Regions from separate parts of the Sus scrofa genome. Here regions 1, 2, 4, 5 and 6 are each linked to region 3. A link is a contact called in public HiChIP or PLAC-seq data. All regions are on one chromosome and are shown on one strand. The core of a region is the stretch at or near the end of the contact, and the rest is flanking DNA. Distances in the headings are between cores, read along the strand shown. Region 1 has its middle 33 kb from the start of RREB1. Region 2 overlaps RREB1 (ras-responsive element-binding protein 1). Region 3 overlaps LOC110261767 (a long non-coding RNA gene). Region 4 holds the start of RREB1 (ras-responsive element-binding protein 1). Region 5 has its middle 29 kb from the start of SSR1. Region 6 overlaps RREB1 (ras-responsive element-binding protein 1).

Region 1 (3,563 bases), core at 937-3,436, 260 kb after region 3:
TTTTGCCTGTCTGGTGAATGTGAAATGCTGTCTTATTGTGGTTTTAATTTGCTTTTCCCTGATTGGTGGCTTCTTGGCTACTTTTTTTCTTAAGTGTTTCCCCTTTTTCTGTAAATTGTCTTCTTTTTTCGCAATTTATAGGACTCCTTTGTATGTTCCGGGGTGAGTCTTTACTTGAACGTATGTGTTGCAAATATCTTTTCCCTCTTTGACTTGTCTTTTTTGCTCTATTTGTGAGGCCTCTGGGTGCTCACAAACTCTTAATTTTAACTTTATTAGTTTTATCAGTCCTTTCCTTTATGGTCAATACTTTCTTGTTTAAGAAATTCTTCCCAGAGTTCCCGTTGTGGCACAGCAGAAAAGAATCTGCCTAGGAACCATGAGGTTGTGGGTTTGATCCCCGGCCTTGCCCAGTGGGTTAAGGATCCAGTGTTGCCGTGAGCTGTGGTGTAGGTCGCAGACGCGGCTCGGATCCTGTGTTGCTGTGGCTGTGGTGTAGGCTGGCGGCTGTCACTTACGTTGGACCCCTAGCCTGGGAACCTCCGTATGCCGCAGGTGTGGCCCTAAAAAGCAAAAAAAAAAAAAAAAAAAAAAAGAAAGAAAGAAAGAAAAAGAAGTTCTTCCCTATCCTAGGTTCATGAAGCTTTTCTGCTGTCTTTAGAGTTTTGCCTTTTTCACATGTGACTTTACCCTATTCTGTTCATCTGGATCTGGGTTTTGTGACTGTTGTAAAGTAGGGGCCTGTTTTCACTTTTTATCTCAGGGATGTTGGGCTGTCCAGGCACAGTTTGCTTATTTAGTATTTCTCCATCCATCCATCCATCCGTATAAGCCGGAATACTTAGTGCTCGCGCATTGTCAGTCACGTGGCCTTTCGTGCTCCGTCTGTTTCTGTGCTATTTCCCTGGTCTCTTTGTCCATCCCTTAATTATCACCGCCTCACAGGGAATCCTGATGCCTGGGAGGGCTTGTGCTTGCATTAAGTGCACCTTGGTGATCTTGGCTTTTTGCCCTTCTGTATAAATTGTGGAAACAGAAAAAAATTCCCTAACAGAACCTGTTGGAGTTATTAGGAGGGCTGCACTGAATCTGTAGACCTGCAGTGTTTAGGACGGCGATTCCACTGCATTGAAAGGCCGTGTGTAGTCTTTAAAGAATGGGACCCCAAAAATACCAAAAAAGAGAAGTTCAAAAAAAAAACAAAAAAAACCAAGAATGATGCCCGGCTTCCTGGGTTCAGATCCCAACCCGGTTCTTCTCTGGCCACATGACCTGCAGGACCTCGGGGAGCCTCAGTTTCCTTATTTGTAAAATAGAGGTCTTAGTAGAATCCTTACAGGATAATTAAGAGGATTAAAGGATTACATGTGTTACCTGGGCTGTGTGGAAGGACCCAGAATACTGCAGGCACATAATATGTGCATATTATGCAGGTACGTGAACACTGATTTCTCCATGTTTATTTATATCATGTTCAATGTCCAAAAAAAGTTTTAACCATATATAATATATATAAAATACATTGCCGAATTCCCGCTGTGGCTCAGCGGAAACAAACCTAGTATCCAGGAGGACGTGGGTTCGATCCCTGGCCTCACTCAGTGGGTTAAGGATCCGGCATTGCCGTGAACTATGGTGTAGGTCGGTGTAGGTCTCAGACACGGCTCAGATCCCAGGTTGCGGTTGGTCGTGGCCTGCGTCCTGCACGCGAACCTGCACCTGCGTCCTCATGGATGCTCGTCAGATTTGTTTCCCCTGAGCCACAACGGGGCCTCCTATTTCTTTTAAACTTATGAAATCATTCTGGTTCCACGCTTGCGCGCAGACCGCCCAACAGGCACTGAGGCCCTTTTGTGTCTTGTTTCCAATGTTCTTCCTTTCCCTAAATTCTGTCCTAAAGATGCCCCACCCTTTGAGATGGACTCCAGCTTCGCACCTCGACCTGCCCCCAGTGCAAGTAACATGTCCTAGAGGAAAACCCACGTCATTTCTTTGTCTGTGTCACGTTCCTGAGGAGGTGTAATTTTTTTAAAAAGAAAGGGGGAGAAAAAGGAAAGAAAAAATATGCATACACACATACATACGTACACACACACACACACACACACACACAGAGGTTCCCCTCCACTCCTCTGCCTCTGGTTTCAGTTCCAAGCCTTCTGGTCACGTGGCAGTTCCGCCCCCGGTGGGAGTGAAGCCTCAGGCTCTGTTCGATTTCACTTTGTATCGCAGGAGGCAGAAACTCAAAGTGAAACCAACGAGAAAACCAATGTGTTCTTAATGGTTTTACCCAAACCATAAAGCCGCCTCTTGGAGGGAGAGGGAAATCACCAGCCGTCTAATCCGGTTTCTCGCGTGTGTCCCAGGCGAGGTTGCCCCTCCGGTGACCATCCTCGGGGGGTTCGTTGAAAATGCAGATTCCTGGGCCTGACCCGCACCCCGGAGTAAGACGAGCCAGGAGGAGGAAGCAGGGATTTGCATGTTTTAAAAGCTGTCCTGGGGGGTGTTCCCATCGTGGCTCAGCAGTTAACGAACCCAACTAGCATCCATGAGGACGCGGGTTCCATCCCTGGCCTCGCTCAGTGGGTTAAGGATCCGGCGTTGCCATGAGCCGTGGTGTAGGTCACAGACACGGCTCGGATCCCACGTTGCTGTGGCTGTGGTGTAGACCGGTAGCTAGAGCTCTGACGGGACCCCTAGCCTGGGAACCTCCATGTGCCACAGATACGGCCCTAAAAGACAAAAAGACCAAAAAAAAAAAAGATTTCCTGGTGGGAGTGACAGGCAGAAGGGAGCGGTCTATGCTGCTGCTCAGATTTTCACTGACCCCACACCGCTTTATGGACGGTTTCGGAGTGCTTTCACACTGGATAGCTGACGCCTCTTGGGGGCTGAGTGTCGGGCACCTCACGTGTGAACCTGTGAGTGGACTTCCGTTATTAGCCCCATCGTACCGATGTTGAAACTGAGGCACAGAGAGGGTCAAAAGCTTGATTCAAACACCTGATGCAGATCTGTCCCCGTCCTTGTGGAGCCTCAAAGCAAAAATCCTGCCCTTTACTAATGACAAAATAAGCTGCTCTCTGGCAGAAATGGGCCCCAGAGGTCTCTGAGGATCAGGATTGTTGCCTGGGTATCGTGTCCTGGGCCTCACACATTCGTTCCTTTGGCAAGTCCTTACTGGGCATGTAGTGCCCACGTGGCTCGGCGTCGGGGGGATTCCACAAAAGGAAGACGTAGTCGGGACAGGATAGCACATCCGTCGGGCATGTGACGTCTGACAGATGAGAGGACGGTGGGATGGAGGAGCCACTGTCCCCTGAGCTCTTCCCTGACTCAGGCTCGGGGCTCAGTGTTTACAGGTGTTTTTCATCCATTCGTTGGTGAGCCACCTTTAGTAGCTTCTGTGGATTGTCGACAGAGCAGGCTTAGAGGCATAAACTCGCCCTGGTCATACAGCTTCTACCTCTTGGTTGTGACCGCAAGGTAATGCCTCGCTCTGTCCAGAAGCCAGCTTTGAGCTGCTGGATTTTCTGCTTTTGACAATCCAATCAAACAGGATT
Region 2 (3,470 bases), core at 194-2,693, 390 kb after region 3:
AGAGGAGGCATCTGGGTGGTCCAGTGGCTCTGTGGCTGCAGCTGGGGGTGGAATCTGGCAAAAGTTACCTAATCTTATGTGGCTTCTGGATGAAAGGAGATCAGGTAATAAATAATTTTTAAATTGTTTCAGTTAAATTATTTCAATAATTTAAAAATTATTTCAGTTAAACTGCATCTGGCAAATGAATGAACGCTTGTTGTGCGCCAGGCGCTTGACCAGACTTAAGAGAAAAGCAGTGACGGTGGAGACAGGGCCCCTTAAGGGCCGTCAGAAAACAGTGAGTGAGCCATTCTCGCGGAGTGAAGGGGGTCAGGCTGAGGCCAGGTGGGCCGGTGGCCTGCTGTCCAAGCTTGGCTGGCAGGCCGAAAGCTGCCCTTGGCATTTTACCCCCGATGCCGTGGCGCCCCCATGTGCTTGCCCGGCTCAGGGCCTCTGCCCCATCCGACGGGATCCTGGATGTTTGTGAGACAGACACCCCTAAATCTGCAGTGGGAGTTCGTGCCAGGGGAACCTGGTGGGCTCTGCAGGGGCAGCTCCCTGTGCCGCCAGGGTGGGGGAGAGGTGCCAGAACCTTCTTCCTCTGGAGTCTCCGGTGCTCCGAGGAGTGTTCGGCTCCCTTCACTGCACCCCGCTGCCTCTGCCCCGCCCCCGCCCGTCATCTGCAGGGGACCCTAACAGAGATTCCCATGGCGCTGGTCCCGTGCTTGTTAAATGTCAACCTAAAAATAGGGAGAGGGCATGACAAAATCCTCGTCAGCATCTCAAATTTAAGAGTCCCTGGGTCTCCAAGGCTCAGCCAGGTGGAGCAGATTGGAAACGATGCTGGGGGCTGAGCGAGGGGAGGGCATGTGCCCTTCCGTAGCCGGAAGCCGGAGGCACCTTGGGCAGGGTTGCCCCCTCCCTATCCTGCCCACGGCCCCTCCGAGACTCGGCTCCTGGGCTCCCGCCAGCCCACCCGCAGAGCAGCCCCTGGACCTGCCCCGCTTCACACCACGCCGCTTCGGTGGAACAGCCCGGGCAGGGCGTCAGGACGCGGTGTGCAGCCCGGCGGATTCCTGGGCGTGGGGAGGGCAGGCCGCTGCGGGCCAGGGCCCTGTCACAGGGCCATCACTGTTGCTCCTGGCAACTGGGAGAGATTAGTGCAGCTGCTGGATGTCAGTTCTCTGGCTGGGCCTGGAGGGAGGGCAGGGGTGGGCAGGGGGAGAGGAATGTCTGAACTGGGTGGGGCCCCGACCAGAGGTTGTTTGCACTCACCCCTCCTTGCCTCTGGAGACAGAACAGGGAAAACGAAGCATGAAATCCCTTTAAAAAAGGAATGTCAGTCCCTCGGTTAAAACGCTATAATGAGTAAGAAATTCAGTCTCCTGAGGAAGTAGTCAGGGTGCCTGCCGCCTTCTTAGCTTCTGAGGACAGGGCCAGAGTGCTACAAAGACGGCAGGCCTCGAGGATGTGACACGGGCGTGGCAGGAGCTGGGCTGCCCGCAGCACTGGTCCTCTGAAGGACAGCCCAGCGGTGGAGGGAGGGCAGCCAGCTCCAGCCTTGCCTGAGCCTGGCATCTCCGTGACCCTGGGCTCCGTCCCCCCACCTGGAAGATGGGCGTGGGGACGCGTGAGGATGAAGGGCATGCCCCAGTCCTCCGACTGTGACAAACACTCCGTGAACCTTTCCCTGATGCTGTTATTTGAACGTGGGTCTTGTTTAGTGTGTTCAGCCTTGCAACACTTAAGTTAGGGGTTCGTGTCCCTCGCTGGGAACCCCTTCCAGTGAAACGGAGAAGGAACTGGGTGCTCTTCCCGTGGCAGAACTTGGGAACGGGTCGGCCCTTAGTCCCTGTTATAAGGCGGCACTCCTACTTCCGCTTTCGTAAAGATGGGGTAACTGAATGGCTGTTTAGACGTGGGTTGACTCCTGCCTCCCAGAGGCTGGGATCCCGGCTGTGCGGAAACCCAGACCTCCCGAAGCCTGGCAGCACCTGACACCTTTACACGCTGGGACGGCAGGTCCTCTCCCTTAGCTTGTGGGGAAAGCTGAGATTCTGAAGAAGTGTTTCCTGAGATTTGGAACTTGCCACAGCAGTCTTTCAGAAGTGCGTTTAGCATAATGAAACAGAGCAGTTTTCTTTAACCCTTTCTCGGTGACAGGATCGTGTGCCTGGCCCTCAGCTTGACAGGAGGATGTGAAAATCAGGCGCCCCAGGGAGCAGGGGGTCTCTTTGGATTGCTCTTCAGCGTTTTACCTTGTTCTGGAGGGTCAGGACCCCCAGATGAGCCCAGGGGCACTGTAGCAACCTGGGGGGAGCTACGCCCAGAACTGTGGACCCTCAAGGTTTAAAATATTTTTTCTCTCAGATTTTTGGTGGCCTTGTTTTCTGTCTCTGTAGGTCACCCGCTGGCGACTCCGCCTCCACCTTTCTCTTGGCCTGACTCGCAGTCTGTGTGCGCGGTCACCACCCGTCGCAGGTCCTCGGCACGGTTATTGGGGAAACCGCTCCATTTGTGGTTACCCGTTCCTTGTTTCCTGGCCGGGGCCGGTTAAGTCACTGTCAGCCCTGCTGGGAGTTGCCCCGCGGACGGCTTCTTCCTCCGCCCTCGTCCCTGCAGAGTGCCCACGCCACGCCACAATCGCCACGCCACAATCGTGTGTTTATCACACCACGTTTCTACCCCAGCCCAGAGCCATGAGCTGTCCTCTAAAAATTAGTAACAAGGCCGGACGGAGTGTCCCTTACAGGCACGTGATGCAAAAGGACGGCTCTGCGGCGTCCATCCCCACGGGGCGGGCCCTGGTTCAGGGACTTGAAGAGCCTAACTTTTGGGGTTTTTTGAGAACTGGCCATGGATCTGGGCACAAACAAGAACATCATCCATTTGCATTAAAGTCCTTGGAGACCGAAAGGACCAACCCCCAGCCAACAAACGGAGTGGTTCCTGGACCTCCCGGAGCCGGCTGGGCCCAGCCCTGGCCTCACTCAGTGGGTTGAGGATCTGGCGTTGCCCTGGCTGTGGTGTGGGCCGGCAGCTGCAGCTCTGATTGACCCCCAGCCTGGGAACCTCCATGGCCCTAAAAAGAAAAAAAAAGTATATAAGCCAGTGAAATATTACTTTTTGTTTTGTTTTGTTTTAAGAAAGAATAGTCTCTGTGAAACTGAGTTGGGCAGACTTGTGTATAATCCTGATTGGTTTGGTTTGTTTTTTTAGTGGCTGTGAAATTCAGGGGGAGCAAGACCCCTGTGAACAGTCGAGAGAAATAACCATAAGGACGTAGGATGCTGTTGTAGTTTGGTTTGCAAAAAACCTAAGTTCTTGCTCTACCGTAATGAATCTAAAAACTGGAAATCAAAGGTGTTGCCTCATGAGAGTGACCGGTCCAGTGACAGCACGGATCTTCACTTAGTGGAGTCAGACTCGGGCGTAAGTCCTTGGCCCTCCGAGAAGAGATGGGCAGCGGGTCCTTGTTACTCTCGGTC
Region 3 (3,643 bases), core at 28-2,527:
GCTCAGTGGTAACAAACCCGACTAGTATCCGTAAGGACACGAGTTCGATCCCTGGCCTCGCTCAGTGAGTTAAGGAGCCAGCGTTGCCATGAGCTGTGGTGTAGGCTGCAGGCGATGCTCGGGTCCCTCGATGCTGTGGCTGTGGTGTAGACCGGCAGCCAAAGCTCTGATTTGACCCCTAGCCTGGGAATTTCTATATGCCCTAGATTTGGCCCTAAAAAAGGCACAAAAAAAAAAGGCAAAGAACGTTGCAAAGAGGATAGATCTAAAATGAAATCTTGGCGTGCCCATCGTGGCGCAGTGGTTAACGAATCGACTAGGAACCATGAGGTTGCGGGTTCGATCCCTGCCCTTGCTCAGTGGGTTAACGATCCGGCGTTGCATGAGCTGTGGTGTAGGTTGCAGACCTGGCTCGGATCCTGCGTTGCTGTGGCTCTGGCATAAGCTGGCAGCTACAGCTCCGATTCAACCCCTAGCCTGGGAATCTCCATATGCCGCAGGAGTGGCCCAAGAAATGGCAAAAAAATAAAATAAAAATAAAATGAAATGAAATCTTGCCACAAGCAGAGACACACACACACACACACACACACAATGGTGACTCCGGAGAGTTAAGGGCGTGTTAACTAGTGCACGGTGTGATCTTTTCACAGCGTATCCATACATCAAAATACCAAACTGTGGAGTTCCCGCTGCTGCACAATGGGATCAGCAGTGTCTGCACAGCACCAGGACGTAGCCTTGATCTCTGGCCTAGCCTGGCAGAGTGGTTAAAGGATCCGGCGTTGCCAAAGCTGACAGAGGTGGCAACTGTGGCTCAGATCTGATCTCTGGGCCTGGGAACTCCATACACCACAGGGTGGCCAAAAGAGGAAAAAAAAAAATCAGCTTGTACATTTTAGATAGATATAATTTTTCTACGTCAAAGATACCTCTTTGGTGTGCAGTGGCTTAAAGCAGAAACTCAGTTCCCAGACCAGGAATTGAATCCCAGCCACAGTGGTGAAAGTGCCAAATCCTAACCACTAGACCACCAGGGAACTCCCCAAAAATACTTCTTTAAAAAAAAAAAAATTTTAAATGGAAAGCAGCAAACGTGGTGTAGCAAGAATGCCAAGGGGATGCATGGAAGGGCAGCAGAAGAGGCAGGCCCCCCGCCACTGTGAGAAGGCCGGCAAAGGGGCCCAGCCGCCAGACCGAGGAGGCCTCCGGGCCGGCCCCACAGCCCCAGGACGGCCACTGGGTACCATATTTTCACGTTGACGGTGACTTTGCCCAGACAGAGGATGTTGTCACTTCCTGAAATCTTCAGGCATAGGAAATACAGCCATCAGACTGTGCTGAATACAACCGCCCGGAAAGGGCCGGAAGGAGTGAAAATCGGCCTTGAAAATAAGCCTTGATCCTCGTACATTATGTAACTCAGCAGAAACCTAGCATCGCTTCTGGCCGGAGGCTCTCCAAACATTTGGGGAATGCGGCCTTTTAAGAGCTGTTTGCTGAGGTGACCCTGGATGCCCATGGCCTGCTGGGACCCAGCCCTGACCGTGGCGGGGGAGGGAGCAGAGCTCAGCTAAACTCCTGTTCAGGGTCGGAAGCGTGTCTCTCAGGCCCACCGGCCTGACGCCTTGCTCGGGTGGGAAGCGTATTTCCAGAGCATGCTTCTGCCTTGGGAAACAGAGAGGAATAGCCTGCAAAGGGTAACACACGGACTTGCGTGGGGTCTGAGCTCCCCCGTGGGAATGAGCCATCTCCCTCTCTGCGTATCACAGGCCGGTTCACGACGGCTGACCGGGCCCGGCTTCAATGCTCTCCTAGCCCCACTGACCTATGAAACCAAAGCCAGATAAGATACCACTGCAGAGCACAGCGCGCTCAGAGGAGATGTCTTTCAAGCAATGCTTCCCAGATATTTTTGTGTGCAACTCAGTGCAAGGAACACGTCTTCCACCTCTACCCAGTAACACACGACCTGGGCACACGCAACTGAAACACACGGCCCGGGCACACGCAACTAAAACACCACGACCCGGGCGCACGCAACTGAAACAAACATTCATGAAATGATAGCTAACCTTACTCTGGGCCATAGGTACAATCTGGAATCTTCTGCTGTTTCATTTGTTAGAATACTGGACATAGCTTACTAGCAGGCCACAACTCGTGGTTTGAGAAACACTGGCTAGGGGCCTTCCAAACAGGGAGAGAGACTAAACACGCATTTTCACCTCTCCCTCCAGAGAGCCTTTTTTTTTCTTTTTTTTGGTCTTTTTAGGGCCGCACCTGAGGCATCTGGAAGTTCCCAGGCTAGGGGTCCAATCGGAGCTGCAGCCTCCAGCCTCTACCACAGCCACAGCAACACAGGATCCAAGCCACTTCTGGGACCTATACCACAGCTCACAGCAACGCCAGATATTTAACCCACTGAGTGAGACCAGGGATCGTACCCGCATCTTCATGGATACGAGTCGGGTTCATTACTGCTGAGCCACAGTGGGAACCCAGAGAGCCTATTAAAATGGTCATAAAGGAACAAAATGGCATAAACGCACAAGGACGAAGAGCAGAGCAGAGACATCAGCAGATAGGAGACTTCAACAAGCTCTTAGAAGACAGATCACCACGACTCCATCACAGTAAGTGACAGAAGAAGCCACAGCTGCTGGGTGGACAACCTCGGTTTCCCACCAGAAATGCTTGTCTTATTCTTCTCTGAAATAAGAATCAGATTTTCTTGAAAGACCTCAAGCTCAGAGTTGCCAGGGCGGTGCAGCAGAAACGAATGTAGGGTGTATCTGCTGCTTACATCTGATCCCTGACCTGGGAACTCCATATGCTGCGGGGGGGGGCAGCCAAGAAAGAAAATTAATAAAAATGAAATAAGATGATCAATTATTTTATTCCCTTATCTAGTGACTCATTTAGAGTCACTAGAGAAAGGGCCTCAACACCTCATTTTGGACCCAGGGTCTTGATGGAATGTCTGCCATGAAGGGATTAATTCTGGGAAATAGTCTACCGTTTTAAAAAGAGTTAGAGGGAGAGATTGTCGCAATTTCTGCCTCTGAACTATAAGCCGCAGCCGTATCTTGGCCACGAAGGGATCGACCCAGCGCATCCTGGCAAACAAATGGATTTTTTTTTTTTAAACCTGGGTTCCGGATGATGTTATTCACCCCTAAATTAATCCACCACAGAGCCACCGAACCCCAGGGCTTCTCACTTGGCACCTGCGTACATCTACTTGTTGTAGAACCACTTTCACTGAGCTTTCTTCACTTCGAGCAAAGCATCCCCACGGAGAAAACAAGGCACATGGTCACAAAACTCCACCACGCCAGGGACAAACTGAGAAGCCTTGAACTTCCAAGGAGGGAAAAGCCAGAGCATCAAGAACAAGACTGATAACGGACAAGGACAGCCTTGGCTGCCAGAAGGACCATGGATGACCTCGAAGTGCTCAGAGAAAACCATATGCTCCTTCAAACTCGATAATCAGCCAAAGTGCTGACCAAGCATGAAAGCAGGTAAAAGCATTTTTAGACATTCACGGATTCAACCAATTTATCTCCCGTACACTTTTAACTAAGAGCTAGTAGTTGACAGGTTTTAGGGAAAGACAGCAATAAAAACCAAGAAAAGC
Region 4 (3,508 bases), core at 348-2,847, 290 kb after region 3:
GTAAGGGTCCAAACTGCTTTTGCGTGGTTCTAGAGAGTTCTTTCTTGGCCAGAACCCATCCATTCAGACCATTCCTAGGTAGACACTTCTGTCTGCAGCCCTGAAAACCAGAGTTCCACTGAGTGCTGCAAATTAAAGGCCCGTGATTGGGCTTACAATTGTGTATGGTGTGCAAGTGCATTCAGAGGAGCTGGCGTGGAACAGGGTCAAAGGTCACAGTAAATAGATAGTAGCCAGCTCTCTGTATGTATAACACCGTCCTGTTTAACAAGTCTCAAACGCCTCTTGCCGCAGCAGTCTTCTCCGCCAGAGCTGAGAGTCATCTTTAGAATTTGGGGAGTGTGTGGCGTTTGTTTTGCACAACCACAGTCACCCTTATCTGTCAGAAGATGTTCCAAAGGCTGACAACAGGCCCCTTTCAGAAGCTCGGTAGGAAAAGTATTAACAGTTGGAAACATGTCAGCTGCTTTATGGAGGAAGCACAGCCCAGGCCTGGTGTCTCTGCGCTCGGTGATAACTTGGGCCGCCCCGGCCAGGGCTCAGCGTGGTGGCTGGAGCCGCGGAGATGGAGAGCAGCTCGGAGGAGGGCCCCTGCTTTTCAGAGTTGAAACAGGAGCCCTCTGAGAGAAAGAGATATTGCATGTGGCTTCCCTGATGCCCCGGAGGGCGACGTGGATGACACAGCATCAGCCCTGCCATTGTGGGGTGGGGACACAGTGGCGGCCCCTTGGGGGCAACGTAGCCTCCGCTTAAGCATCACTTGTGGAGTGTGGGGACGGGAAGGTGACAAAAGCCGAGCGAGTACTGAATTTGCTGTACTGAGAACACGCTTCCCCGGGCAGCAGCCCCAGAGCTAGAAGGACCGGGCCCCGGGAGAGAAACGGCCCGAAGTTGGGGGCGGGGTGAAGCGCCAGTTCCTTAATCTGCTGCCCCATCAATCTACTCGTCCCACCTGGATGCAGGGCCAGGACCGCGTGGAGCGGGAACCGCGCGGGTGGGGATCACCGACCCATCGGCTTCCGAGAGGAAGAGGGGCGGCGCCCGGCCAGGACCCCCCCACCCCCAATGCACCCCCTCCCGGCCTCCGAGGCGCCCCTTCCGCGCCTCCCAGGCACCACTGCCTTTCCCCCTCCTTGGTTAAAATAGTGAAACAGCCACGAAGTAAAGTGATGGAAAGCCGGGGGGCGGAGAGTCGCCCGCAGTGAGGGCCTAGAGGGGAGGGGGGCGCGGTGGTCCAAGACCGTAGCAGGCGGGCGGTCGCTGGGCGGGTCGGGATCCCGCTCAGCTGTGGCCGCCGAGACCTCCCCCCCACCCCCCGGCGGCTCGGCCCTCCCTGGCCCGGGGCGCCTGCGGAGGGCGTGGGGCAAACCTGGGGCTGCGGTGGGGGTGGGGTGGGGGACTGCACCTCCATCCATCCCGGGATGGAAACGGCGGTCATCCGGCTAAAATCGGGGCGGGGGCTGCGGTGGGGACCGGCGGGTACCGCGGTCCCCCCCCACCCCCAGGCCGAACGCCGCCGCCGCGGCCGCCGCCGCTCTGTAACACGTCCCCAGGAGACTCGCAGGAGCAACACGTGATGTGTCTACTTATCAGGGTGAGAGGGGGAGAGCGAGTCTCCGAGCGTGCGGGCGAGGAAGCGGGGCGGGGGGCCGAGGCGGGGGCCGGGACGACGACTGGGGCGCCGGGGTCGCCAGCTCGTCGCCCACCTCCCTCCCTGTGGGAGAAGAGGAGGAGGGGAAGTGACTGCGGAGTTGATGAACTTTGCACATCCAGAAACGCCATTTTGATTCCTTTTCCGGAACAAGTTTGCATCTCTCCTCGTTCTCTCCCCGAAGCCCACCGGTCCCTACTGCATCATGCCTGGGAGCCAAGCGCCCTGCCCCGCCGTGAGTACGCGCCCCGGGTTCGGGCTCGCGGTCCTTGGGTGGCAGCGAGATGTCTGGGGCTGAGCGGGAGCGACCTTTTAAAGAACTTTTGGGGATGGGGAGGGTGAAGTCTGCAGTGCGCGTTGTACTTTTTAAACTCAGCGTTTCCCGGAGCCGTGGACCCGAGCGCCCCACGCCGCGCTACGTGCGCTCGGGACAGTGGGGCCGGCCCGGGATGAGCTGGGCAGCCCTCTCCCCTCGGGCTGCGCGCCGGGCCGCTCCTCCTCCTCCTCCTCCCCCTCCTCCTCCTCCTCCTCCCCTTCCTCCGCTCCTTTTCCCCTTCCCGAGCTGCCGGCTCTGCCAACCAGCTCCCAGAGCGAGCAGCCTGGGCTGCCGCTGCGCCGCGCCGCCAGGATCTGATGCGCATCCATATTAGCCGTCCGAGCGCAGGAATCCGGCCCGACCCGCGCCGCCGCGCCCGCCGAGCAATTTATTTTTAACCAGCACCGCCGGGACTCGGATGGTGCGCGCACCGCGGGCCAGAAACATCTTCCCAGCGCTGCTCTCCATCTTCCGCCCTCTCTCCCCCGACATCCTCCCCCCCATGTGGGAGGGGAAACTTTTCTCCTACATACTTTCGAGTCCCTCTCGGGCCGAGGAGCACGGAGATGACGGCGCCCGCCCGCCGCCGCAAGGTATCCGGGGGTGCCCGCTCGGGGTGCCCGCCTGGGGTGCTGGCTCGGGGGTGCTCGCAGGGGCCGCGCGGTGGGAGCATCCGCCGCGCCCTGCTCTGCGGACTTTGATCCTCCCCGGCGGACGGCGCCGGCCCGGAGGGGGGCCGCGGGCAGCCCTGCGCCCTGGCCGTTCCCAGCTCGTGGCTGGTGGTCACGCCGACCACCGCCCCCGGGTGACCGGGCGAGGAGGGGCCGGGGCGGGGGCCGCGTCCGCGCGTATTGTTTCCTTGCCCTTCCGTTGACGGTGTACGTGTTTTCGTGGGAGCTATCGGTGTGGAGCGGAGCCTGCATCGCGGGAGGGGGGGGGGGACCTCGGCGCCCGGCGCCGTCACGAGCACAGGAAGGAGGCCGGGAGCATCCGAGGCGGGGCCGGCCGCCGGGGCCCGCTTCGCCGCCCAGCTGTGGAGCGCGCTCGGAAACTTTTGTCCGCCGCCCGCTGGACCAATTTTTCGCAAGTTGTGGGGCTTCCCTGCCTCCTCCCATCCCGGCCGGCAGCGCCGAGCAGGGGCGGGGGGCGGCAGTGTCGAGGGCTGGGGACCCCGTGCGCCCCCCCCAACCCCGGTCTCGGCCCGGCCCCCCGCGCCCCCTCCTTGCTCGCGGTCTCTTAGGAAACTGCGACCTTAATGGTTGCTAAGGAGCAGGGGAGGTCCTTCCCGTCGCCGGCCCCCTCCCTGGAAGCGGCGTGTTTTCTGGACGGGACCGAGGGTCGCGTCCAGGATGTGGGGACTCGCTCCCCGCCGCCCGCGGGGCCCGGGAGGCGCGTGAGTGCGGGGCGCGGCGGCCGAGCCCTCTTCTCGGCGGGGCCACTTCTTTTTCCGGCGGGGTCGGGTGGGGGGGGCGAGGAGGGGCGCGGGGACCGGCCGGAGGACGGGCGGGTTGACAGGCGCCGCGTGCAGCTCGCGTCCAGCG
Region 5 (3,355 bases), core at 522-3,021, 440 kb after region 3:
GCTGGTCCCTCAGGCAGGGCCGGTGCCCCGCGCACTGAGAAGGGACACGAGGGAAGCGCTCCGAGGAGCCCTGGCTCGCGGGAAGCGCTCGAGAGGGTCCCCCCCCCCCCGCCCCTGCCCCCCTTGGACTTGGCCTCGCAGGGGTCCAAGCGGCAGGCGGCCACGGCAAGGGCGAGGGCGGCAGCCCCCCTCGGGGGCGGCTTTGCAGGAGGGTGGCGGCGCTCCCTCCAACGCCGCTTCCGGGCAGCCCCCCAGGATGCTCCCCGCGGCCGCCGCCACCTCACGGCCGGGCCGTGGGCAGACGCCGACGGAGCCCCAAGTAGCTGCCGAAGCCGCGGCCTCTGGGGGAGGGACGCACGGCAGCCGCTTTCATCCTTTCTCTCGAGTGATCGTTTTGGACCCTTTCACTTCGCTATGAAATACAATATGCTCGGGTTCAAGCGGGCAGGCAACTCCCATCATCAGAATAAAAGCACTCTTTCCTTGGGGGACCATTTATGGGACTATTTTATCCAAAAAAAAATCCACGTATCCACGTAGGTGGGGGTGGTACTTTTACTTTTTTCTGAGCCCGGGTAGAAGAGGTTTCTCTAGGGCCGCACCCACAGCATATGGAGGCTCCCGGGCGAGGGGACCACGCGGAGCTGTCGCCGCGGCCACCGCCACCGCCACCGCCACGCGGGATCCGAGCCGCGCCTGCGACCTCCGCCGCGGCTCGTGGCACAGGACGGTTTTTGACAAAGGAAGGAGCGAGAGCTCTTCGCGTGCACAGAGGCCTGTTGGGCGGGAGGGAAGGCGGCCTTTTCTCTGGGATGGTCTGCTGAGCAGCGCTGGCCACAGACCACAAGACTGGGGTTCAAGCAGGAGGTGTCCACTAGCCGGGCTGTCCCAAGGCGAGCCCAGCCATCCGGCCAGTGGGTAGAAAGGGCTTCAGAGTCTTTCCAGCTCATTGTTAGATGAGGTTCGGTCACTTACCGAAGATAAACAACTGAAAGGGCCTCGCCTTTAGACAGACTTTGGCAGTGGGGGGGGGGGAGGCTGCCGACGGGTTTCAGTCGGCTGACAAGTGGACACAGCTTATGAGACGAGGCAAAGAACCTGCTTAGTCGTGCGGATGAGGCTACTCTGGGCCAGGCGCTTGAATCAGCTATTTTTCTTCTTCTCCTCACATGCAGTATCTTTAAAAATTCCACCAAACACTTGGCCTATATAGTGAGGGCTTTATAAACATTCATTGAATATTAATACCTCTAGTTACGACTGTCCACGGTTTAGAGAAGAAACAGGCTGAGGCCAACTATGTGGCCCGGGTGAGAGTACCCAGGCACTGAGTGGGCGAGTCTGGGGTCAGCGGATTTTGAATCACCAAGCGTGGTTCAGACAGGGGCTGCGACCCATCCTACTCGCTTAGGTGCCTGAGCGAAGTACCAGTTCATCCAAGGTAAACGTGTGTGTGTGTGGACGTGATGGAGGCAAAGCAGAGGGGCAGACGAGACGGCCCCAGAGGGCGCATTGAGTGTGGCCGGCCAGCTCTCCCAGTGACCAGCTCCTTCTACCGACATAGCAGTCCAACAACCTCATCAGACCATTCCTTGACGTCCCAGCAAAAAACAATCTGCTGTTGTTTGGCGGGGGGGGGGGGGGGGGAGCATGGGACGTACAGGCTGGTGGGCCGCACTGGCTGGAGGTGGTGGTTTGCTTTAGGAGAGAACAGCTCACAGTCCCAAGCCCCACCTCTGTGGCAATGCCCGGGGAACACACCATGACTGCTGTACCTCCTGTGAACAGCAGAGGGCAGCAAAACAACCCTGCAGACAGGTTTCAAGGGGGCCTGGGATTCTAATCGTTGTGCTTAAAATATTCCCCTGTCATTTGGAAAGTTCTTGCAGAGGAGGATTAAACACAGATGCAAGTCATGAGTTAGTCCCTTATAAGAAACTTATTCTTTTGGAGTTCCCATCGTGGCTTAGTGGTTAACGAACCTGACTAGCATCCATGAGGACATGGGTTCGATCCCTGGACTTGCTCAGTGGGTTAAGGATCCAGCATTGCTGTGAGCTGTGGTGTCACAGATGCAGCTTGGGTCCTGCATTGCTGTGGCTCTGCTGTAGGCCAGTGGCTACAGCTCCTGATTTGACCCCTAGCCTGGGAACCTCCATATGTCATGGGTGTGGCCCTAAAAAGACCAAAAAAAAAAAAAAAAAAATCCTTTTTAAGTCTTAATGACAGCTAGTCTCTCGACTATGTGCTGTTACTTGAAGGGGACTTGCACTTCTGCGAAGCTTTCTTTGCTCTGTCCTCGTGGTCTGGCAATGGTGGGGGGAAGCTTTTGTCTCCTCTGATGGCTTATTTAATCGTCTTGGTGCGATTTGCTAAGCTTGGATTATATGTTTAACAGAACAGTGTTTAAGGTTACAGCCCACTCGCAATTGGGGAACTGAGTTTTGAAGCCGGGCTGTGGGGTCCCCATTGTTTCACTTCCTCTTCTAGAACTCAGAGGAGGCGCCCCTGCCGCCCCACCCCCACCCTGGCAGCTCGTGGGCACCTGCTCACCAGCTCCCTTGGCTGTTTTGGTAAAGGCTTCCTGGTGATGCTGCAGCCCTGCTTCTCCCCAGAATCCTCACTGTGCGGCCATCCGCCTGGGAGGCCGGAAGGCCCGGCGGCGGCGTAGACGAGGCCTGGATGTGGGCCTGTGTGGACCCGGGCCCAGGGCCGCCTGCAGCTTCCGCATCATGAGGGAGGCAAGAGGTGCATGCGAGGCTCTGAGGGGACAGGCTGGTGTCCAGTCTCAGCCTGACCACTTAAGAGCTGGCCGACTCAATCCGTTACTTAACTTGTACAGCCTCCTCCTGTGCAAACTGGGGGTGTGGGTGTGCCTGCTGCACGGTAGGGTGTGGCTGTAACTCAATCACCTACCACACGTCAGGTGCCCTTTCAGGACTCAGTAATTGGGTAACTGAAAATTCTTATTGTCATGAAGCTTAAAAGGCAGAAAGGGTGGGGGGACCGGGGCACAAGGCTGGATGCCTGCACTGGGGGCGGGGTTTGCTGGTCTGGGCGGGGACAGTGTGCGGGGGTGCAGGTGAGGACCAGGTCGCCTGGGGGTGATGGCGGCGTCCCCACAGCCACGCCCGTGCAACTGGGGGCGGAGGGGGTCCAGCGGGCGTATGGGCACAGGGCTGGGAGGCACAGGCCCAGGTGGAATGCAGGCACTTTGTTCATAGGACAGAACCGACGAGAAGCAAAAGCTGGGGTTCCTTTCAGGGAAAATGCTCCCAAAGACTTTCTAGCGGCGACATTCAGTTTCTCCAAGTAGGTGAAGCGACCAAACGTCTAGGGTTTTAATGGGCTCACA
Region 6 (3,621 bases), core at 473-2,972, 350 kb after region 3:
TGAGCACACCCAGGGTCCCGTGTGTCCTGGGCCAGTTGTTTATCAGGCGAGGAAGCACGCGGTGTGCTGCCTGCGCTCCAGTGGTTAAGGGATGTGATTAAATGCTACTGAATTATTTTCATAATAGCAGTGTGAACTCAGAATTTAATTGAGCTACTGTAACTCACTTCTGGGGTTTCTGGACTTTGATGACGAGAACTCTTAGGTTTGCCACAGACAGAAAGCAAATACATCCGAGAGCCGGGAAAGCGAGTCCTCCTTGGAAGCGGCCAGCCTCTCCCACGCGGAGCACCGGGAGGGCTGGGACACTGCCCTCGGAGGCTTTGAAAGCTGGAGCCGAAATGGATGCTGGCTGGGTGTTGCTCGGCACGGTTCCAAGGTTTCGGAGGCCGGTCGTATTTTAAAGAAGTCAAACAGCCCCTCTAGGCGAGCTGCAGGAAATCCAGCCCCTGGCTGCGCCTTGTGGCGCGGTCAGGGCAGCGGGAGATAAAAGGCCGGACTGTTGGAGGCGAGGCCCCTCCTGTCACTGGATGGCAAACTGTTAAGGGAAGATAAAGGGGGAGCAGGGATGTTCTGTCTGAACGGCACGAGGGGCCTTTATCACAGGCGGCCAAGGCGAGGGAAGGGGTGCCGGAGAGACCCTCAGCTTGGCCCTGAGCTTGGAGAGGACGCCACCTGAGCAGCCGGCGGGCCTGGCCTTTCCAAATCTCTGTGCTCCCAGGTCCCCGCCCTGATTTCTCCCTGGCGTGTCCCCTTCTGGAGACGGCGGGGGTCTGAGTTCTCACCGAGGGGGGGGCCCCGCCCACCTGGGGGTTGATCTCCTCCTGGCCTTCCTGTGCCTGTTTCTCATGGTGGGGCTCGCAGGCCAGAATCGTGGGGAAGAGCCTGGGAGGACAGACAGGGTGTGTGTTTCAGACCTGCTGGGCTGGGGGCTCGGCCCTCGGGTCCCTTCACTTAGCCAGCCCGAGAGCGCAGTTGTCCTGAGCCAGGGTCCGGGCGCCGCAGACATCCCCCCGCCCGCCCATCCGCCGCTTTCCTGGCCGGGGCCTCTGCCGGTCAGCTCCTGAGGCTGGGAGGGGTCGGCCGCCCAGGCCCCCTCCTGCCCCGCAGCGGCTTTGAGGTTTTGCTCAGTTTCCTTGAAGAGAAGCCCTTAGCTTGCTGGTGTTTTTGGTTGATTGGCTTGGGATAAACACGTATCAGCCGCTTCTGTCTCAGGGTCTTTGTTTTTCTTAGAAGCACAAGGGAGAGACATGGTGGCCCGTTTCGAGGCACCGGGACAGGGCTCGGAGCTCCTGATCGCGGGGCACAGCCGCCGCCGCCGAGTCACGCTCAGCTGACCGGCAGTGGTGGCCGCCGAGCGCCCCGGCCCCGCCGACTGACGACTGCCTTTGCCCGACCGGCCCGTCTCCTCACCCCGCGCGCAGGGAGAAGCTTTGCCAACAGCCCTCTTAGCCTCCACAGAGTAATTTTGGTTTTATAAGGAGTGTTGTGCTGAACCCACCCTGAATTCTTAGAATGTGCAGCCCAGATCTCAGGTGAGGCACCTGCCCCCCCCCCCCCCCCCGGGGTGGGAGGTGGGGGGGCGTCGCCTGCATCCAGCTCCTCCTCAGGGCAAAAGTAGAGAAGCCTGTTTCTTCCGCGTGACCCTCTCCCGAGCCTGAGCCGGTCTGCGAGGCCGCCCCGGGACCTCAGGGCCTGTGAAAGAGGAGCAGGATATTGCCTCAAACTCCCTGCAAACTGCTCCTGAACTTTCCCCCAGCTTCCTCCCCTGAGCTGCGAATGTGACCGCAGGCCCCGAGGCCCCGTCAGCAGAGTGTGCAGAGCAGCCCAGTGGCTGCTGTCCGGTTGGCCTGAGCGGCAGGGGCAGGGGGCTGGGGGCCAGCTTCTAGGGCTGGGGGACGAGGTGCCGGCGCAGGTGGGGCGGGCCGAGCATCCGTGGGGGGCCAGCAGCGCAGACTTCCTTGATGAAGCACAGGGGAAGCTCACCAGGATTTGTTTCAGCGACGTTCTGAAGCCGGAGGCGTTTTATTTCCTGCCGGCCTTACAGCCCTGCGAGCTGGCAGCAGCTGTTTCACTCCTGATTGTCGATGGGATTGCATTTGTGATAAGCTAAATTATATTTATATTTCATTGTTACACTTAGGGGCTGGAGCAAAAATTTTTTTTGAGATCTGCAAACGGGGCCCTGCCCTCCAGGCATTGGCGATCCTGCAGGGGAGGCTGTGGGCAGCTGTGGGGGAGCCAGCCCAGGGGCCTGCTGAGCTGGAATGCTGGGGGCGAGCGGTGTCACATCCGTAGCTCATGTACTGTGGGTGCCGTGCTGTTTGTAAAGGGTGTTCACGCGTACCCCCTTGACTGATTGCTCATTTTCCAGATGAGAGAACCGAGGCTCGTAGACCTAAAGCTGGGGGCGAGCTGGGTTTCCAGGCCAAGGTGGAAGACGCCTCGCCCCATGCTCTTGAAGCTCTGCTGTAGGTTCCTCCTCCCAGCGCATCCCTGAGTCGCCCAGTAGGATGACAGAGGGACGGTCCTTTCAGGTACTTCTAACCTGGACGTCGGAAGGACCTTGTCCTGTGGTCTCACCCACTGCCGGGCTGTGTGGTGTAATCCAGCCTCTTGACTGTTTCCAGACGCAGCAAGGTCATCACCCACAAGGCATCATTCCGTCAGAGGGCAGCTCTAGTTGCTCAGAGCTCCGGGATATGGAATCTTGGGGCTCCAGACCCGCTTCCTTCTGCTTCCCCCCAAACCTCTCTCCTTATTCCACGCGCCCGGCCTTCAACCGTTTCTCGTCTCCCCCACTGGGTTTCCTAACCCTCTCATTGCTCAGCGCCCTTTTCCGAACACCTCTTCCGGGGTGCTCCTTGCGGCACGGGGCGTACACGCATCAGACAACCTGGGCTAGGGTCCTGGCTGAGCGCCTGAGGAGCCGCGTCACAGCCAGCAGATCCCCAGTCGTTGCCCTCTCTGATGCGAGGAGGGCTTACATACAAGTCAAGTGCCTAACGCCTCTCCTGGTCCAGAGTTTATGCCCCAGATGGCTGACCCCCTGCCCAGTTATGAGAGAAAGGACACTCCGAAAGACCTGCGTTAGACAAACCCTAGACGGCTGACACTTGGACTGAAATCCTGCTTTCTGGTAGCAGTAGCCTCCTTTGCTGGTTCTAAATTCCTCAGCCAAGGTATGGTGTGGGGGCCGCTCCCACCCTTCCTGATAAGCCCCAGAGCAGATCTGAGGGTGGGGTGGGGAGGGGTGGGGGCTTCCACACCTTATCCCCTGCAGGGAAGACCCTGCCCTACCCTGGGGGTAGGTGAGGGTGCCCTGGGTCTGTGCACAGCCCCGGGGCCACCCCTTGCCGGCCCACTCCCTTTCTCACCAGCTTCCTTGCAGGGGAGAGAACCCTACTGGTTTCTGCCAAGTTGGGCAAGAAGGTGATGAAATACCAGGTCCTGGTGGCCAGGAAAAAAGACTGGCTCACCTGGGGAGAGGGACAGGGCCGCGCTCGAGGGCTGCCAGGGAACAAATGGCTGCCATGTGGCAGCTGCCAAGTGGCTCCAAGTCTGGCAGCAGTGAGATGAGATTCCTTCAGTGCTGGGGGGGCGGGGTGGGGAGCTGCCGCG

The links. HiChIP or PLAC-seq counts read pairs in DNA pulled down with a chosen protein or histone mark.
Region 1: a contact with region 3 is called in an H3K27ac HiChIP or PLAC-seq map of alveolar macrophages. The contact joins two enhancer-like sites. A contact is called at or near these places in 2 of 2 datasets of contacts at active chromatin or transcription factors (alveolar macrophages and skeletal muscle).
Region 2: an H3K27ac HiChIP or PLAC-seq map of alveolar macrophages shows a contact between it and region 3. The contact joins two enhancer-like sites. A contact is called at or near these places in 1 of 47 Hi-C or Micro-C datasets (heart right ventricle) and 2 of 2 datasets of contacts at active chromatin or transcription factors (alveolar macrophages and skeletal muscle).
Region 4: a contact with region 3 is called in an H3K27ac HiChIP or PLAC-seq map of alveolar macrophages. The contact joins the promoter of RREB1 here to the enhancer-like site in region 3. A contact is called at or near these places in 3 of 5 promoter capture datasets (fetal liver, fetal skeletal muscle and liver), 7 of 47 Hi-C or Micro-C datasets (embryonic fibroblasts, epiblast stem cells, heart right ventricle and 2 more) and 2 of 2 datasets of contacts at active chromatin or transcription factors (alveolar macrophages and skeletal muscle).
Region 5: a contact with region 3 is called in an H3K27ac HiChIP or PLAC-seq map of alveolar macrophages. The contact joins two enhancer-like sites. A contact is called at or near these places in 2 of 2 datasets of contacts at active chromatin or transcription factors (alveolar macrophages and skeletal muscle).
Region 6: a contact with region 3 is called in an H3K27ac HiChIP or PLAC-seq map of alveolar macrophages. The contact joins two enhancer-like sites. A contact is called at or near these places in 1 of 47 Hi-C or Micro-C datasets (liver) and 2 of 2 datasets of contacts at active chromatin or transcription factors (alveolar macrophages and skeletal muscle).

The regions. Positions count from the first base shown.
Region 1 is chr7:4,477,850-4,481,412 of Sscrofa11.1, forward strand. No RefSeq gene overlaps it. Among named protein-coding and RNA genes, the nearest start is that of RREB1, 33 kb to the right of the region's middle. Within about 2 kb of position 2,187, at least 27 of the 83 cell types and tissues checked have an H3K27ac peak or open chromatin away from gene starts, as enhancers often do. A contact at or near this core is called in alveolar macrophages, where this site is marked.
Region 2 is chr7:4,611,903-4,615,372 of Sscrofa11.1, forward strand. All of the region lies in intron 8 of RREB1 (ras-responsive element-binding protein 1), which reads left to right. Among named protein-coding and RNA genes, the nearest start is that of SSR1, 72 kb to the right of the region's middle. Within about 2 kb of position 1,444, at least 31 of the 83 cell types and tissues checked have an H3K27ac peak or open chromatin away from gene starts, as enhancers often do. A contact at or near this core is called in alveolar macrophages, where this site is marked.
Region 3 is chr7:4,217,839-4,221,481 of Sscrofa11.1, forward strand. All of the region lies in intron 1 of LOC110261767 (a long non-coding RNA gene), which reads left to right. Among named protein-coding and RNA genes, the nearest start is that of LY86, 110 kb to the left of the region's middle. Within about 2 kb of position 1,278, at least 14 of the 83 cell types and tissues checked have an H3K27ac peak or open chromatin away from gene starts, as enhancers often do. A contact at or near this core is called in alveolar macrophages, fetal liver and liver, where this site is marked.
Region 4 is chr7:4,510,689-4,514,196 of Sscrofa11.1, forward strand. It overlaps RREB1 (ras-responsive element-binding protein 1), which reads left to right and starts at 1,598. Exons shown (of 16, transcript XM_005665552.3): 1 at 1,598-1,886.
Region 5 is chr7:4,655,275-4,658,629 of Sscrofa11.1, forward strand. No RefSeq gene overlaps it. Among named protein-coding and RNA genes, the nearest start is that of SSR1, 29 kb to the right of the region's middle. Within about 2 kb of position 1,772, at least 10 of the 83 cell types and tissues checked have an H3K27ac peak or open chromatin away from gene starts, as enhancers often do. A contact at or near this core is called in alveolar macrophages, where this site is marked.
Region 6 is chr7:4,563,864-4,567,484 of Sscrofa11.1, forward strand. The region is part of intron 1 of RREB1 (ras-responsive element-binding protein 1); the gene reads left to right. Among named protein-coding and RNA genes, the nearest start is that of RREB1, 53 kb to the left of the region's middle. Within about 2 kb of position 1,723, at least 32 of the 83 cell types and tissues checked have an H3K27ac peak or open chromatin away from gene starts, as enhancers often do. A contact at or near this core is called in alveolar macrophages, where this site is marked.